Regions from separate parts of the Mus musculus genome. Here regions 1 and 2 are each linked to region 3. Evidence: chromatin contacts called from public promoter capture Hi-C data. All regions are on one chromosome and are shown on one strand. The core of a region is the stretch at or near the end of the contact, and the rest is flanking DNA. Distances in the headings are between cores, read along the strand shown. Region 1 holds the start of Plxnb3 (plexin B3). Region 2 holds the start of L1cam (L1 cell adhesion molecule). Region 3 holds the start of Fam3a (family with sequence similarity 3, member A).

What was found. Promoter capture Hi-C pulls out the DNA fragments that hold promoters and counts their contacts. Capture Hi-C pulls out chosen DNA fragments and counts their contacts.
Region 1: a contact with region 3 is called in a promoter capture Hi-C map of hippocampal neurons, with 2.8 times the contacts expected there. The contact joins the promoter of Plxnb3 here to the promoter of Fam3a in region 3. A contact is called at or near these places in 3 of 39 promoter capture datasets (the C10 cell line, hippocampal neurons and pre-B cells) and 1 of 9 other capture datasets (adipose tissue).
Region 2: a promoter capture Hi-C map of liver shows a contact between it and region 3. The contact joins the promoter of L1cam here to the promoter of Fam3a in region 3. A contact is called at or near these places in 5 of 39 promoter capture datasets (the C10 cell line, hippocampal neurons, liver and 1 more), 1 of 115 datasets of contacts at active chromatin or transcription factors (large pre-B cells) and 2 of 9 other capture datasets (adipose tissue and liver).

What each region holds. Positions count from the first base shown.
Region 1 is chrX:73,755,119-73,758,864 of GRCm38.p6, reverse strand. It overlaps Plxnb3 (plexin B3), which reads right to left and starts at 1,762. Exons shown (of 35, transcript NM_019587.2): 1 at 1,715-1,762; 2 at 1-342. The coding sequence starts at 337.
Region 2 is chrX:73,879,125-73,882,881 of GRCm38.p6, reverse strand. It overlaps L1cam (L1 cell adhesion molecule), which reads left to right and starts at 2,048. Exons shown (of 29, transcript NM_008478.3): 1 at 2,048-2,188.
Region 3 is chrX:74,391,801-74,395,556 of GRCm38.p6, reverse strand. Fam3a (family with sequence similarity 3, member A) reads left to right here and starts at 2,283. Exons shown (of 9, transcript NM_025473.4): 1 at 2,283-2,882. The coding sequence starts at 2,870. It also overlaps a transcript of Ikbkg not described here.

The DNA.
Region 1 (3,746 bases), core at 513-3,012, 640 kb after region 3:
TCACCAACAAGAGCTGGTTGGCATTGTCAGTGAGCTGGGCCTGTGGGCACTCAGCCAGGTCACGGAAAGGCACACAATCAGGACTGTCAATGACAGGGCCAGTGACAGCCACAGACTCCATCTTCAGCTCAGGGCTGAGCTGAAAGAGGTGATTCACTGCACCCACGTAGAGTTTGCCCTGATCTGGTGCCAGCACCAGGTGGTTGAAGCTGGTATTTGGTACAGAGAAGCGATGGACCCTGGTCAAAGGCAGCAGCGGCAGGAACAGCAGCAGCAGGTGGAGGCTGAAGGGAGACCAGGGAGCCATCACAGGAGCCTGGAGGAAGTCAGTCAGCATAAGACCTGATGGGAGAATGCTAAAAATGCTTCATTCTTCAACAGGCAGAAGTGGGCAAGGGAAAGAATGGGAGCTAAACTAGGAAAGAGACATTACCAGAGGAAGGCAAAAGAGGCTAGAGAGACAGGGGAAGGAGGGGAGGAAGAGAGAGGAAGAGAGGAAGGGTGGGGGTACTTAGAGGGAGGCAGCCAGGAAGAGGACAGAAAAGACAAAGAAAGTGTCCTATAGATAGAGAAAGAGACAGGATGGAGATGAGGACACACACAAGGAAATAATTTTTTCATCTTCTGCTTTATTTGCATGTAGACTAGAAAGAGGACAGATCCTGAGAAGCTATAAAGGCATGACAGAGGAATTCTGAGTGACAAGGGCAGGAAAAGGGAGGGAAATGGAAAAAGGAAGTCGTGTCTGCGGGCAACTAGATACTGTCACCTAGACAAAAAGACATGATGATAAGAGAAGCCAGATCATCACATGTAAAGACAGGATACCCATGGCAAAAGGGACAGGGACAGAAAACCCACTCTATACAGTCAGAACCAGCTTCATATAGGAACCTTCACTAACTGGACAAGACAACCAAGAAGAGCTTTGGCTTCCGGCCAAGATGCAGCTAGACATAGGCACACTACTCCCAAAACAGTAATGAATAGGTGGCCAGGGCCAGGGCTTTAGACCACTACTGGGTGGCCAGTATAGAGGTGGTAGGAGAGCTTTGAGCCAGCCTAGATGGTTCTAGGGGAACTGTGAGGCACTAGGAGGCAACTCAGAGTACAAGAGTGATGGACCCCAGCATCTAGAGTCTGTGGAAACCTAGTTTTAGAAGGGTCCTCAATGTAGGAGCACTGATGAGAAGAGCCATGAAAGATCAGAGAGAAGGGAAGTAGGATAGAGGTAGCTCCAGGTGAGTGGAGAGGACCTTGAGTCTGAGGCACTGAGGACAGGTGCCAGTCCCCAGCTCTCCTCCAAGAGCAGTCAGCAGCAGCCACTGACCAACTGCCTAACTAGGTGACATCCAGACAGATTTAACCCTGCGTAGAGCTCTAGAAAGAGGGCAGGAGCTGGTGACAGTTCCTGAACTGAGTTGGGATCATCACAGTTAGTCATGTGCCCACCAGAAGCCACCCACTGCTACTCAAAAAGACCCCAAGTCCCCTTATCTCAAGAGCACAGACAGGAAATATACTTTTCTCTAGTGCCCATGTATCGCTGTGACAGAGGTGGGTGTGTGTAATGGAGGAGATGGGAGTTGTTACCCAAAAACGCAGAGGAGATGGAAGCTCCCTGCAAGACTGCTCTGTGCCCTAGTCCAGCCAAATTTATCCCTCTCTACATCTCTTTGGGACACCTTGGGGGACATAGGGCCCAGACACTTACCACCACTACGGAGTGCAGAAATGGGGTCTCCTCACATCAGCTGCCTCAGGGCAGTGGCGACGGGCACAAGATGGCTGTGGGGGGCATTGTCCTGAGTGGGAGGGAGACAGTTGAGGCTCAGCCCCATTCATGGTGGCCCTGGGGGAGGAAGGAGGCAGGGGAGGGGGCAAGGGCCTGGAGATCGGGCTCCACCACAGCTGGCAGCTTTGTCAATAGTGGCCTGGCCAAGGCAGCCCTGCCTCCACCCCAACAATGTCCCCTCTGTCCAGAGGCCCAGGCCAGGGACCTGCTATCTGGTGTTCTTACCCCCACTCTGGCTGTTCTAGCCAGGGAGCTCCCTGCCACTCCCCATCTCCAGGGAGAAACCCCCTGGGATGTAGAGACAAAAGGACAGGGTTTCCTTGAGCCAATTTTCCCCATGTGGTTCACAACTCCTGTGCCAGTGCAGAGTGCTCCCTCCCTGAGTTTCTCTGGGTCTCCGTAAAGAGCACTGGGTAGCCCTTAAGCCCCCACCACAGGGCCAAAGGCACTGAGCCCCTGAAATGACAGCCTCAGCCTCAGTGTCAGTAGCCTTGGTCCTGGCTGAAGTGCTAGTGCCAGCTGTCAATGCCTGTCTTTGTCCAGGCTAAGGCAGAGGAGGCACTGACAAAGACAGCTCATGGCAAAGACCTTCTCCCCCGCCTACTGGCTTGAGAGAAGATTGTCCCCACCCAGTCCTACCCCCAAGGACTGGCAAAGCTGTGCCAGGTACAGAATGGTAGTGGGGAAAATCAGAAGAGGATAATGCATGGGAGGGGCTGAGGCAGGGAGACCACAGGGGACTTTGCCAGGATTGAGCCCTGGGCTTCAGACATAGGACCAGAAGGTCCTTCCGGATGGGTCTGGATCCTTCCACCATAGGAGGGAAGGGAGTGCCAGTAGCAGCTGGCTCCCTTGCTGCTCTCATAGGGCACCTTGGGGGCCAACTAGCCTAAGGGCCCATTGTACAGGGACACTTTTACTTGCTTTAGAGTCTTTGCTACTTGTTTTTTTGTTGTTGTTGTTGTTTTTTGTTTTTGTTTTTGTTTTTCCCAGAGCTGAGGACCGAACCCAGGGCCTTGCGCTTGCTAGGCAAGCGCTCTACCACTGAGCTAAATCCCCAACCTCTTTGCTACTTCTTTAGTTCACAGTAGCAACAAGCTTCAGGGTGAAGTGGCAGGTGGCCCTTACCATCTGGCTGAGCCAGTTGGTTGATGGTGGGGTGGGGAACCAAGCAGACAGCCTCCTTACATTGCACCGAATTCCAGGATGATGCCAGCTTTCTCATTTTGGGTCAGAAGTTTGGTTCTTGCTCTCCTAGCTCCACTGCCAACACCCTTGGGGGACATCATGCCTGCAGGTATCATATAGGTATCACTGTGTTGCCTGACCACCATTGCTTGGCTCTAGCTTAGTCAGCCCTACAGACTCTTGCTTCTCCCTGTCCTCAGCAGCTTTGAGGCAGTGTTCTTAGGCTCAGTTGTTCCTGCACATCGTGCCTAAACCAGCCCTAGATCCTGAGTAGCAGCTTCTGTTCCAGGAACGGTCCCAATGGAGCTCTCCTGCATGTCAATGCAATCATGCCCAGCCCAAAACACCCCAGCTGGCCCAGGTTGGGAACCCAACCCATCCTTGGCTGCCCCTTTGCCCAATAGCACAAGGCAAAATTTTGATCCCCTTCGCTTGCTTCAGCAGGTGTATGAGAGGACAACTGGAACTGCTAAAAAACAGGCCACCATCCAAGGTAGGCATTTCCTAGCTTCACACAAAGTTCCCATTGACCATCTGGAGAAAAAGAAAAGGTTAATATACAATTATATTAACACAGTTTGTCCTCTCAATGACTCCAGGAGAAGCTTTGGTCGTTTCCTTCAGGGAACGGGTGGGAAAACCAAGGCAAGGAAAGTTTCACAGCTAGTAAGTGGCAAGGCTAAGAGTTACATATAGAGTTCCAATGTATATCCATCTGGCCATGTGAGCCTGTCCTGTTGAGGAAACAAGTATTTGTACTCTT
Region 2 (3,757 bases), core at 799-3,298, 510 kb after region 3:
TATTTTATTTATTTATTTTTTTCTTTTTGCAGCAGGTTCTTACAGTGTATCCCACACTGTCCTGGAACTCACTAAACCAATTTGGTGTCAAACTTAAGGTCCTCCTGTTTTGCCTCTCAGTGCCAAAATTATAGGTATGTACCATGATGCCAAGCAATTGGATTTTTACTTTTTAATTGATTTTTTTTGGTGTTTTGTTTTGTTTTGTTTTGTTTTGTTTTGTTTTGTTTTGTTTTTCGAGACAGGGTTTCTCTGTATTACAGCCCTGGCTGGCCTGGAACTCACGTTGTAAACCAGACTGGCCTCAAACTTACAAGATATCTGCTTGCTTTTGCCTCCCAAGTGCTGACACTTAAAAGACAAAGATTTTTGAGAGATGAAATAAAACTTGTGTCTAGGCTTCGCAAACAGAGCTAGACATAGTGAACACCTATAATCCTAGCACTCAGCAGGATGAGACAGGGGCATGTAGGTTTAAAATGAAACTGAGCCACAAAGTAAGTTCCAGAACAGCATCAACCCTAGACTAGGTCCAGTTGGGGTGCAGTCTGGGAGTAAGGCAGTGAAGAGAGCAGCTGGAGAGGAGAGGCCAATTTTGTGGCCTATCGCTCTTACATCAGTGCAGTCATGAAACTGATCTCAGTTCAGTGCCTCATGGAAAATACCATTCTCTGCCCAGCTAAAAAGGCCCCTGGCTTCGTGACCTAGCTGCCTGGCTCAGTCTCCTCTGCTGTCTCCTGGAGATTTGAACCAGTGAAGCTTCATGAGTACGGTCCGCAGCTTCATTCTGAATCCATCTGAGCCAAGTGGCAGGCCTGTAGAAGGAGTAGTGGCCTCTGAGCTCTTTGCTTAAGCCTCCACTTCATTCAGATGACTCTTCCTAAAGACTCCATGGTACACTTTGGATGTCTGGAAAGACATCCAGACTTTCACAGAGTGCTAGCAGGCATCCCCAAGTTTTTCTTTCATGGGAAGGAAGCTGGCAGGAGGTGATCATATGAGAAGGGAAACCAGGCCAGAGTGCCAAAAGTGTTTTCATGGGATCAGGGCATTGCACCACTGGGGGAGTGTTGGCAGGCTGAGCAGAGGACCTACAGAATGCTTCACTGAGTAACAGGCATGCTCATAAAAATACCATACCTACCAGGGCTGCAATCTGCCATCTGGGCCCTAGGCCTTCCTTGCCCTGCAGCTTCAGCTAGCTGGACTCACTTTGGAATTCCAGCCCCCTCTGCTTCGCCTCGCTTGGGAGGTCACAGCCCTAAGCCTGGGAGGGGGCGCCACTGGGAAAATCTCCTTTCCATAAGCTTTCCCCATAGGGCTGTAAGCGAGAGTAGGTCGACCAGGAAAGGTCAGAAAGAGGCCAATCCCGAGGACAAAGAAATAAGGCACTGAGCAGGAGGGAAGTGGGAGGAAGATCAGAAGTAGGGGGTTTCAGGTTGAAGGGCGCTCTCTCTGAGAACTTTCCCTTCTAGCCTAATCTGGGACCTAGTGTTTAGGAGGGACTGTATGGTGTGCCTCGCCACACCTCCTTCGCAGGCTGGGGACTCAGGTTCAGGCGTACATCCCTGAAGAGCCCTGGCTTAGCGTCGTGGCTGGGCAGGGGTTCCAAGAGGCGCTCTGCCCTGAGAGTGCGGATACATTCAAACACATGACCAGGGCGCGGCCCGGACCTAATGGTATATGAATGCCCATTACTAGCCAGAGCCCTCGAAGGCCAAGTGGAGGCGAGGTAATCTGGTTCCCAGTCTGGATCCTCTCCCCACTGTCCAGCCCCGAGATCCCGAGAATACTTCTGCAAATGACTTCCAATATAAGCCTCAAGGGCGGCGGGGATCCTTGATAGTGAGGTTGGGGGTCACTCTCATCTCGGGGATACTGGGACTGCTGGAGCTCCTGAAGAGGACCCCCCCCCCCCACGAGGTCCCTATCACGCGCGGGGCTCTGCGGCCAGGTTCAGATGAAACAAGGAACGAGGGTGTGGCGAGGCGGGGCCTGCTGCGGGGGAGGTGATCTCACTACCTCCCCCTCCCTCTTCCTCCCCCACTTCCCCGCGCACGCTGCCCCGCCCGCCGCCGCCGCCGCCGCAGCAGCAGCAGCAGCAACATCGCGTCGGCAGCGGCATCGCTGGGTGGCAGGTCCGAGGTCGGCGTGCACAGAGACTGAGCTGGCAACCTGATCGGCGCAGGTAAGGTGGGCTGGTTTGTCCCCTTGACCGCAGCAGCGACCATCTACGTTCCAGACCCAGCCCGCCTCAGGCTCAGAGGGAGTGGGTTTCGTGCCTCCTCGGTAGGAAGGCTGGAGCCCCACCCATGCATGCTAGGCACCGAGCTCTGAGCCCTGCGATCTGGAATGGGGTTGGAGAAAGTGGCTAGGTGCCAGAGCTCGACAGGTGAGGGGTAACTGGGCGGCTCCCCAAATGCATGCTTAGGGAGGGGCACAGGAGTGGTCAGGCAGGTTCTGTATGGGCAAGTGGAGCTGAAGTTGGCATATCCCTGTGGGTGTATGCGTGTGAGGAAGGAAATGTGAACCCAGCAGAACGTCCATCTAACCCAGTCGACCGCTGTGGGGTGTGGCTCTGGGCGTGGCTGTTCCTCATCCCCATCTAAAGTCCTGATTGCGGCTGGGGTGGGGGAGAAGCCAGTGTCTAGCATGGTGTGGGGGAGATTGAGCGAAGCTCCTCCGGTAATGGGAGGAGGAGAAGGATCAGGGATGGATGGGCGCTGCCTGCCCCTCCACCCCAAAGTGGGGAGGGGGCTTTGTTCTTCACCTCCTCCTTTCCAAATTCCCTCCGGGGATCCCCTCAAATGCACTGCAAAACCAGTCTCCTCTCAGGCACAGAACCTCCCTTAGGTTCTTTGGCCAATAAAGACTACACTAAGAGAGATGGTTTTGGGCACTCACTGATGTGCCTGTGGATGCACATGGGTGTGGACCATGGGTCCATCAGGTAAAAATAAGGGAAGAAGGGCCTCATTGGCTTAGGACAAGGGACTTCTGGAAGCAAGGTGCCTGGGACTCTTTCTGTAGAGACTGGAGCGATTTTAGACATTGTTTTATACTCTGTTTAATTATGGGAGGAGGGACGTTTCCATACCTTATTCCCTTCTATCTGGTTCAGAGTTTTAGGGTGTTGATTGATAGGAAATGAAAAGAATAACAGATATAGCCCACTGCTCCTCCTGATCTAGTGTCTATAACCCCTATCCATCTGTCTCAGGGAGGCAGGACCACCATCTGTCTGGGGGCCTGGCACCCCTTTCAGGTAGATGTCTTGATCCTGATTAATGCAACTCCAGTGGTAGCGGTTACTAGCAGCCCAGTGTTGTCTTTGCTGACTCACATGGCCCTTGTGGTGAATAGATCCAGCAGCCTTTCTTCCCACCTTTATGGTCCTTTAGTAGGGTGGCTAGGGTGGGGCTTGCCCAAGGCCTCAGCTCTGATGGACCCCTTGCTGCAGATGGTGGGACTTGACAACCCTAGCTTCTTACCTAGCCCAACATCTACGCAGCACTGTATATACTTGCTTACCATTCAGGCACTAATCCTTCAGTCACCCTCAAGGGTCTGTGGCCACATGGCGAATTGGTGACAGGGCTGGGACTGGGAACTCCCCACTTCTCTGCCTCCTTGCTGTATTCCAAAGTCTGTCATTCTCTATTATTTTTTGTGTGTACAATCCCCAAAGCAATATATCTTGATATTTTGTTATAGTACATTTGAAAAACACAGGAGCAACTTACTGAAATACATTTGA
Region 3 (3,756 bases), core at 1,034-3,533:
CAGGTGTCATAGTGAAGAGACACAAGGTAACCCACCCTTGTCTCTGTGCGCTGAGTCTCTCACTCCCTAGTCCCCATGCCAAGTTAAACAGCCAGCACTCCCACCTTGGTGCAGATGTCCCCTACCTTTGAAGGAGGCAGAAAATTAATGCCCTTGAAGTGATAAGGCTCCCATTCTTGAGCTATCAGAAAGAGGCAACCGAGTGTTCCCAGACAGCTATGGCCAGCTTGTAAAAATACACTAGCCTCTGATTACAGAATGAGTTATTTCTCCCCAGGTCAAAAAGATCCTTTTCCAGATGTATCAAACAAACATCAGTTTTGAAGGATAGCATTCCTTTACTGCCTATCATGTAATGCCAAGACTTGAATGCCCCAGCTTATGCATCTCATTCATATATATATATGTGAATATAATTTAACCATTTAATTGTATTTTTTCCAAGACAGGGTTTTTCTATGTAGCCCTGGTTGTCCTAGAACTCACTCTGTAGACCAGGCTAGCCTCAAACTCACAGAGATTCACCTGCCCCTGTCTCCAGAATACTGGGATTAAAGGCATGTGCCACCATCCCTAGCTTTAATTGTCCATTTTAAATGATAAAGGGCTGAGGTTTTGTGTCAGCCATAAGGCATATGTATGTCAAAAGCCATAAATTTAATTTTCAGAACACACACACACAAAGTCCTGGAGAAAATAGACTGAAAGTTTGTCCCATGAGTCATAAAAGACCTGGATCTCCACCTATAATCCCAGAACTAAGTAGGTATAAGCAAGAGGTCCAAGGACATCCTTGGAAACATAGTGAGTTAAAGAATATACGAAATTCCCATCTCAAAAAATATGTAGCAGGACTGGGTGTGTTAGCATACGCCTTTAATTCCATCATTCAGAAGGCATTTAATTCCATCATTCTGTACATTTGAGGCCAGCCTGGTCTACAGATGCCCTTGACCACAAGCATTGGAGAGTGCCTATGAGGAAGTACTCAGTCAATATGGAAACTACTGTATTCTTTTTTTTTTAATATTCATTTTGTTGTTGTTGCTGTTACTATTTTATCTTTACTTAATGTTTTATTTTAAAAATTAATTATTATTTGTGTGTGTGTGTGGAGGAGGAGGAGGAGGAAGAGGAGGAAGAGATCAGAGAGGTGCCAGATCCCCTGAAGCGGTTGTGAGCTGCCTTATGTGAGTGTAAGGAATCCAGCCCGGGTATCCTGCAAGAACAGTATGTGCCCTTAACCACTGAGTCATCTCTCCAGCTTCCTACAATTTTTGAAATTTTATTTTTTTTATATAAGTGGTTTCCCTACATGTACCACATGTGGTACGTGTACCACATGCATGCCTGGCGCCTGAGATGGTCAGAATAAGACATCAGATTCCCTGAGACAGGTTTCATGCAGCTAAGGCTGACCTCAAAGTTGCTAAGTGGCCGAGGATGCTTTAAACCCTTTATCCTCCTCTCCCGTCTCCACTTTCCAAGTGCTGAGATTACAAGTGTAACCAAATTGAAAACGCTATCATCTAACCAAAACAGTGCTTCTGTAAACTTTTCTGTATTTTGGAGCATTATGGAAGTGGGGTGGAGTTCCTGTAAGTAAGACCATTGGGTCAAAGGACAGGAATGCAGCTGCCTGAGACACAGATAGATCCAGCTTAAAAGGACTGGCCCAGCTGCCCTGGCACTGTAGGCGGTCAGGGGAAAAGGCTCAAACATGAGGGTCAGGAGCAATGTTCCAAACATCCCTTCACTGATTGATACATAAAACAGAACGCTCTCACGAAAGAACACTAAGCAGAAAGAAAGCAACCAAAGGCTCAGGTTTACCTCCGCATGTGCTTCTGAACCGTCCATGCTCTTAAAGAACACATATCAACCTTAAGTCATTATCTGTGTCCCCGCATCCATCCTCTTATGAGCCATGAAAGCTCTGATATCAAGTCACAATCGGAGCTTCAGCTCATCAAATATAGAAATAGATCGCTCACCTAAGAGGACGTGTGGAGGAAGTGGGAATGGGGGCTCTGGTGTTTTATGCCCGTAATTCCAACATTTGAGAGCCTGAAGCAGGTGAATCGCTCCAAGTTTGAGAACAGCCTGGGTTACATAGAGTTAAGCAAACATGAACTGTAAAGTGTATAGTACCTCAAAGTCTAGAAGGAGATTTCATCTTGAAGCAGTGACACTGTAGGAAGCTAGGCGGCTCAGCTTTAGCACAAGAGGAGTGCACAGCCACACTCGGCACCTCCCACCCAGCCTCTGGAGGAGAGGGAGGAGGCCGGTCTGGAGGTGGAGCCTCCGTGAGGACCTGCGGACCTACAGCACAGCCTATGGGCCTATGGCGGAGCGACGCCTGTGGGCTGTGGCCTTCTGCGGGCGGCCATTGTCGTGCCTGATAAGCTTTTCTACGTGACTCACTTGCTTCACCTAGCCGGCAGAGCGAGACAACTGGGTAACTCCCTGATCCGGTCTGCTTCTCCCTACACCCAGACAACATCCTTGGCCCGCCCAATCTCTGCCACCAGCCTCGAGCGGATCGACCTGAGCCCCGGGCCTAGCACCGGAGGGATCCGGGTGGAGAAGAATCATTGCTACGCTCCAGTCCTGGAGTCTGTTAGCCAGACTGTGAGGCGCAACGGATTCCTAAGGCTCTCCTGGCCAGGCAGGACTTCTCCCAGCACTCACGAGGAACTGAGCCTGGACTGGTGTTTGGAGGAACAAGTCATAACACCGATCGCTCCCAGCACAGACTTGCCACTGCCCCCACCCCCAAACCTACTCTCTCCTGTTTCATTCCCCCCAGAACCCACAGTTCCCAAACAGTGCACCTGCGGGAGATCTCAACCCAGCTGGAGAAGTGGACATGAGGTTGGCAGGTGGGTGGCTTCCACAGCGAACTGAAGAGAGGCCAGGTGTCCTAGTGCCTGTGTTAGGAGAGGCCTGGGTGGTCACTGGTTTGTTTATTTATTAATGGATGACTGTGCACAAGCACTCATTTTATGAGCAAATTCACCTCTGAGGACTTCAGCTTCCCAAACTATAAGGATTGATTTTATATAGAGAGATAGATATAGATAGATGTTGATAATATATATAATCAATATATATAAGTTAAGGATATATATATATATATATATATATAAAATCTCCAGAGATTGAATGGATGGAGAGGAGTGGATAGTAGAGATAGAGAGATGTAGCCAGAAGAGAACTGACTTAGGTGCCTTTGAGGTTGGGTATGATCTAAGTGGTAGCTCTGCTGTCAGCTGGACTACAAACATGAATGTGCCTTGGAGGGACTGTTTGGGGTGAGAGTAGAATTTGAAAACTGGTAAAGTAGCAGCTTTGTGGATAAGTCCAAATTGGACATTAAGGAACTGGCTGGGAGGATATGAGTTCAAGACAGATCTGGGCTGGAGGTGTAAGGTGTCATTGCTGCATGGTGAAATCTCCCATACAGTATGAAGATGGGAGAAGGCAGCCTGGAAAAGAACACCTTTTGAGGAGAGAGTAATGGAACACAATCTAACCAACAAAGGGAGTCCCAGAGAATGGGGTCAGGAGACAGTACTGTCCTGGAATCTAGTAGTGAAGTGTCAAGAAAGAGCAGTCAGACAATCAGAAATGTGACATCATAAAAGTCATAGGTGGTCTTGTTTGGAAGGTTATTTAGTTGGTGTTATGGGAGCACGACTAGATTGGAAGAATTTTGGGAGAGAGTTGGGGAGTGAGGTAATAGAAATCACAATG